Regions from separate parts of the Sus scrofa genome. Here region 1 is linked to region 2. The links are chromatin contacts, called in public Hi-C maps. All regions are on one chromosome and are shown on one strand. The core of a region is the stretch at or near the end of the contact, and the rest is flanking DNA. Distances in the headings are between cores, read along the strand shown.

What was found. A called contact is a pair of places that touch in the nucleus more often than the background predicts.
Region 1: a contact with region 2 is called in a Hi-C map of liver, with 2.4 times the contacts expected there. The contact joins two enhancer-like sites. A contact is called at or near these places in 1 of 5 promoter capture datasets (liver) and 11 of 47 Hi-C or Micro-C datasets (alveolar macrophages, embryonic fibroblasts, epiblast stem cells and 4 more).

The regions. Positions count from the first base shown.
Region 1 is chr13:135,411,411-135,414,110 of Sscrofa11.1, forward strand. No RefSeq gene overlaps it. Among named protein-coding and RNA genes, the nearest start is that of MUC13, 3.9 kb to the right of the region's middle. Within about 2 kb of position 1,336, at least 9 of the 83 cell types and tissues checked have an H3K27ac peak or open chromatin away from gene starts, as enhancers often do. A contact at or near this core is called in liver, where this site is marked.
Region 2 is chr13:135,326,807-135,329,506 of Sscrofa11.1, forward strand. All of the region lies in intron 11 of HEG1 (protein HEG homolog 1), which reads left to right. Among named protein-coding and RNA genes, the nearest start is that of HEG1, 60 kb to the left of the region's middle. Within about 2 kb of position 1,280, at least 12 of the 83 cell types and tissues checked have an H3K27ac peak or open chromatin away from gene starts, as enhancers often do. A contact at or near this core is called in liver, where this site is marked.

The DNA of each region.
Region 1 (2,700 bases), core at 86-2,585, 85 kb after region 2:
AGCCTCCAGGAAAAAGACTTCAGAATGTCGATGCTGAAGATGATGCAAGACATTGAAAATAAACTGGAGGCAAAGATGGATAACTTACAGGAAACACTGAGCAAAGAGATACAAGATACACAACATTTCTTAAGTTTTATATCTTGAATATAATGGTGATTTGACATGACTATAAATCTATCAAAGCTAATTGAATTTTACACTTTTTTTTTCTTCTTAGGGCTGCACCTGTGGCATATGATTACAAAGTTGCTAAAAGTGACCCTCAGAGAGGCCCAGAGCGGTGGTCCACAGCGAAAGACGACAAAGCTCAGCAGCGCGCCTTGTGGGGAAGCACAGTCTCCTCAGAGATTCTCAAACTACCGCTGGAGGAGTTCCCATTGTGGCGCAGTGGTTAACGAATCCGACTAGGAACCACGAGGTTGCAGGTTGATCTTTGGCCTTGCTCAGTGGGTTAAGGATCCGGCGTGGCTGTGAGCTGTGGTGTAGGTGGCAGACGCGGCTCGGATCCCGCATTGCTGTGGCTGTGGTGTAGGCTGGTGGCTACAGCTCCGATGAGACCCCTAGCCTGGGAACCTCCACATGCCACAGGAGCCGCCCTAGAAAAGGCAAAAAACTACCGCTGGAGGAAACAGGATGTCCTGCATCCCAGTGGAGTGACTGGAGCACAAACTCTGTGATTGGGTATTTGAAGGAATTGTGACTTCCAAGAAGATGGTAGCTTGGGGTGTTTGGAATGTGAAGAGATTAGCTGACACCCCCGCCCCTTCCGCTGTCCCCCAACCCCCATCCTCCCAAGGACGTTTGGGCTGTGTTGAGTTATTTTATACTATGAGACAGAAAAATAATCTATAAGACCAGTTTTGCCTCTTCCATCACAAAAGCTCAGAAGAGACCTATGCTCTATGACCCAACCCTAACTAGCAGTTTCCTTTGTCTGGTTTGACGTCAGTTAATGACTGGACTTTGAACCTGAAAGAACATTAAAAGGAAAGATAGCTGAAGGGAAATCATTTTCTCTCTGGATTACCTGGCACCAACATCCAAAATGAAAGTCTTCATTCACTTCACTCTGCTTGCCCTCCTTTTCCTAAAATCAGGTAAGGAACATTTACACATTTTTAATTCTTTCCGTCATATTTGTCTTTGAGATAGAATTAGCAAGCTTAAGCTACCAATCCCCTCTGCCCCAACTAGTGGGCTATTTTGTAGATTTCCTCGCCAACCAGGCTCAAAGATCCAAGCCAGGGAGTTCCTGTTGTGGCTAAGTGGGTTACAAACCTGACTAGTAGTCTATGAGGACATGGATTCAATCCATGGCCTAGCTCAGTGGGTTAAAGATCTGGCATTGCTGTGAGTGGCAGTGTAGGTTGCAGACATGGCTCGGATGCTGCATTGCTGTGGCTGTGGCGTGGGCCAGTAGCTGTAGCTCTGATTCAACCTGGAGCCTGGGAACCTCCGTATGTGACCCTAAAAAGAAAAATAATGAAGAAGAAGAAGACACAAGGCATTTCAACCTGTGATGAAAGCAGGTAGAACATTAGTAAGAGGGGCTTCTGGACTAAGATTTGGTGTTCAGCAAGGCAGACATTTTCTTGAGTGTCCTGAGGCCAGACAGGAACAGCTTAGTAATTCCAGGGCCCAATGCCTTAGAGTCTCACTAACCACTAGATATCACTTGGGTTCTAATGCAGAGTAGGGATCTGGTTTGATGCCTGAATCTTGCATCAAGAGTTTTCTGCCCTTGGTGCCCTGTTGTGGCGCAGAAGAAACTCATCCGAGTTTGATGCCTGAATCTTGCATCAAGAGTTTTCTGCCCTTGCTGCCCTGTTGTGGCACAGCAGAAACTCATCCGACTTGCAACCATGAGGTTGAGGGTTCAATCCCTGGCTTCGCTCAGTGGGTTAAGGATCTGGCATTGCTATGAGCTGTGGTGTAGATCAGAGACACAGCTCGGATCTGGCGTTGCTGTGGCTGTGGTGTAGGCTGGCAGCTGTAGCTCTGATTAGACCCCTAGCCTGGGAACCTCCATATGCTGCAGGCATGGTCCTAAAAAGACAAAAAACAAAAAAATAAAACAAAACAACAAAAAAAAGTGTTTTCTGCCCTTTACACGTGGGAATTGAGGCTTATCTCTGGACAAATCCTTTCGTTCCTCTGAGTATTGGTGGGCATTTCTGTCAAATGTGGATGCTCACATCCATTCCATAGGCACTGTAGGGCACAGGGTAAGTCCTTGATAAATGATAGGAGGAGTGGGAACAGGGGCAGTCAAGGTGCTCAGCTGATGAACTATTTTCTAGCCCCTGGAAGAAAACTGGCTTATGAATGATGGTTTAAGCCAGACCCTGTTCAAGGTGAAGAGCCAAATTCTGCCAACCAGAGGCTTCCACACCCAAGGGGGAATCAGGTAGCTTCAGCATTTTTTCTATATCTGAAAGTTTAGGGATAGCTTCCTCATTAAAACTTTTCTTTTAATAATATTTTAAACCCACCTTCATTGTCAGAATTCTTAGAGACAAAGTTTCTAGAAAAATGATGACTGGATCACAAAAAGCTTATTACCCCATGTATCCAGGGGTTCCTAAGAGTTGAAAAAAGGCAACTTTGGGAGTTCCCACTGTGGCGCAATGGGATAGGTGGTATCTCTGCAGCTCTGGGACACAGGTTCGATCCCCCCCAGCCACCGTGGGCTAAGGA
Region 2 (2,700 bases), core at 30-2,529:
CACAGATGGAGTGCATCCCATATGGTCAGCGTTGTAGATCAGGTTACTTTTTTCCCTTGTAAATGCATTTTGGTTCTTGCAAATGAAGTGCCAGCTGTTTGGATTTGTAAGACCCTGCCTTGCCGAGGTCCCATTCTTTTTTTTTTTTTTTTTTTAAAGATTTTTTGTTTGTTTGTTTGTTTTAGGGCGGTGTGAGGGTCATACCAAAATTAAGAGGAAGGCACAGAAATTTCCCATATGCCTCCCGCTCCCACATGTGCTGGTCTCCGTTCTCTGCCTCTCCTTTGGGAGCCCCTGAGAATGAAGATGACCAAGCGTCTTAGCTCAAAACAGCCTCACTTCTCCGTTTTCCCTCCCAGGGCTTCTCCCAGTTTTGCCAACACACCCTGCTTGGTCTCTCGCTCACCCCTCTGAGCGGTGGAGGGTGGGTTGGAGAGCAGGAGCTGCTGGGTCTGACTTCTGGATGTCCCGACCTGTGAGAAGCACTGGGCTACCCTGGATGCTGCCACGGAAAGGGGAGGTTTTTTTTCCCTTCAATTCACAAAGTATTTACTTCCTCGCCTTTCAAAGAAGGGCAGCCCTCATCTCTCCAGAGGCTTCATGAGTCCTTGGAAATCCCCCAGGGAGTGTCCCAGCCTTAGATGTACATGAATTCTCATTGTCTGTGTGGCGGATGTTGTGCCCTGGGAAGGACCATGGGAATCGTGGATGCAGAATAGTCGCATCGCCAGGCTTCAACAGAGACAGTGCTCTGTGTGGTTCCCGGGATGGACTGATGACAGGGTCTTTAAGACCTGTTAGCATAGCTGCCCCTCCATCGCAGAGGCAGAGCCAGCTTTCCCTGGCTTCTCCTGAATCTGTTTCTGTGTGGGGAAGGGCCACTTCAGCAGGGTGAGCAAAATCTGCCAGCAGGCGGGACTCGTGGCCAGGGTAGAGGGCAGTTGTGACATTGGCTTCCAGAAAATATCTAATCAGGCCAGGCAACTCAGGCTGGCTGATGGACAAACTAGGGCCGGCCTGGGCCGCCTTTTGTGCTGGAGGCATTTCTTTATATTGAGGCTTCAGAAAGTTGAGATGACAGATTGTGGCCATTCATACGTCTCTGTGCCAGCTTCACAGTGTTTGTTGGGTGAGATTTTCCATTTTTCATTTTTCTCCCTTAAATACAAACCTTTCACAATAAACAAAGGAAATTCTATCACACACACAAATAGGGTTCAGATTTAGCATGCCAGCATCCACTGATAAAGACAGGAAATTCAGCCCTGAGAGCTGAAGTTGTGTCCTAAACTAACCTCCCTGTGACCAAGCCACCACGGGCCCCAGGCTTTCAAGACACAGAAAAGGAGGCGGATGCTGGGGCCCCTGGTGGGGGGGGGTGTCTGCTCCTGTCACCAGAACCTGCCTGGGGCAGGGGTGGCGGGTATAGTTTTGCTATGTTCAGAACTGGTACCTGGTTTCTGAATCGGTTGGTGTTTTTCTAAGGGGGGAAAAGGGAGCCCACACTTCACTGGCCAGGGTACACGTGGTCCTCCTGCAGCTCTGTCCCCATCCTTGAACTTCATCCAAAAACAACAACATAGATCAGTCTTGCCCTGCCCTCTGCATAGTGTAAAGAAGTTACTGTCTGCTCTCCAGTTGGTCTCATATATTTGTTCTATTGTCTGTGTACTCCAATTACTTGTGGTTTTTCTGTCAGACCTATTCTAGGTGGTAAAAGGCACCCTCATTGTGTCCACTGTATACAAACTCTGAGAAGGTCCTCTGTATATAAACTCAGGGCCTGCTGTACACAACCTCAGAGAGGGCCTGCTGTGGATAACCTCAGAAAGAGTTTGCTGTGCGCAACCTCAGAGAGGGCCACACACATGACAATGAGTACTTTTTGATAAGAATGAAAGAGTCCTTTGTCATCTGTGAAATGAGCATGGCCCACAAGCCCACAGCTGGAAAAAGCCAGGTGGCTGTTAAGTACTGAGGCCTGGAACGATTGGATGTTTGGGATTAGCAAATGCGAACTAGTGTATAGAACGAGTCAACAGCAGTGTCCTCCTGTATAACACAGGGAACTGTATTCAGGATCCTGCAGCTCTTGGAGGCAGGGCCGTACCTTTTAGTGCTGATAAACCGTAATGGAAAAGAATAGGAAGAAGAATGTATCGATGTATAACTGGGCCCCTTTGCTGTATAGCAGAAATCCACACAACATTGTAAGTCAACTATATTTCAAAACATGTTAATTAATTAAAAAAAAAACAACTAAGGCTCTAAAGTGAAGGAGACAGAGCCCAAAAGATTGAGCACCCCCTCTGCTGCCTGTCTGGGTGGGGGCCAGGTGACTGGCGTCCAAAGGCAGCTTTATTGCTCAGGTATCAAGCCCGTGTGTGGACCGGTGTCCGCAAGGTGCTGACGACCTAGAGGCGAGCAAGCCCCCGGGCTGTAAGGTCGGGAGGCTGCAAACTCTGCCGCCCAGGTTACCTTGCACACCTCCCCTTCAAGCATGTCTGTGCGGTGGCAGGCGCTGTTTCCCCTTAGGCCAGACAGATGTGGGGAGAGCCACCCCCCAGCAGGTCTTCCTAACAGAGCGTGGTCCAGCTTTCTGGGTGTGTGCTGATTCTCCCCTGCAGCCCTTGAGCATGGAGGGCACCACCCATCAAGGGCCAGGTTTGCAGAGGATGCTGGAACTGAGGACAGCACCCC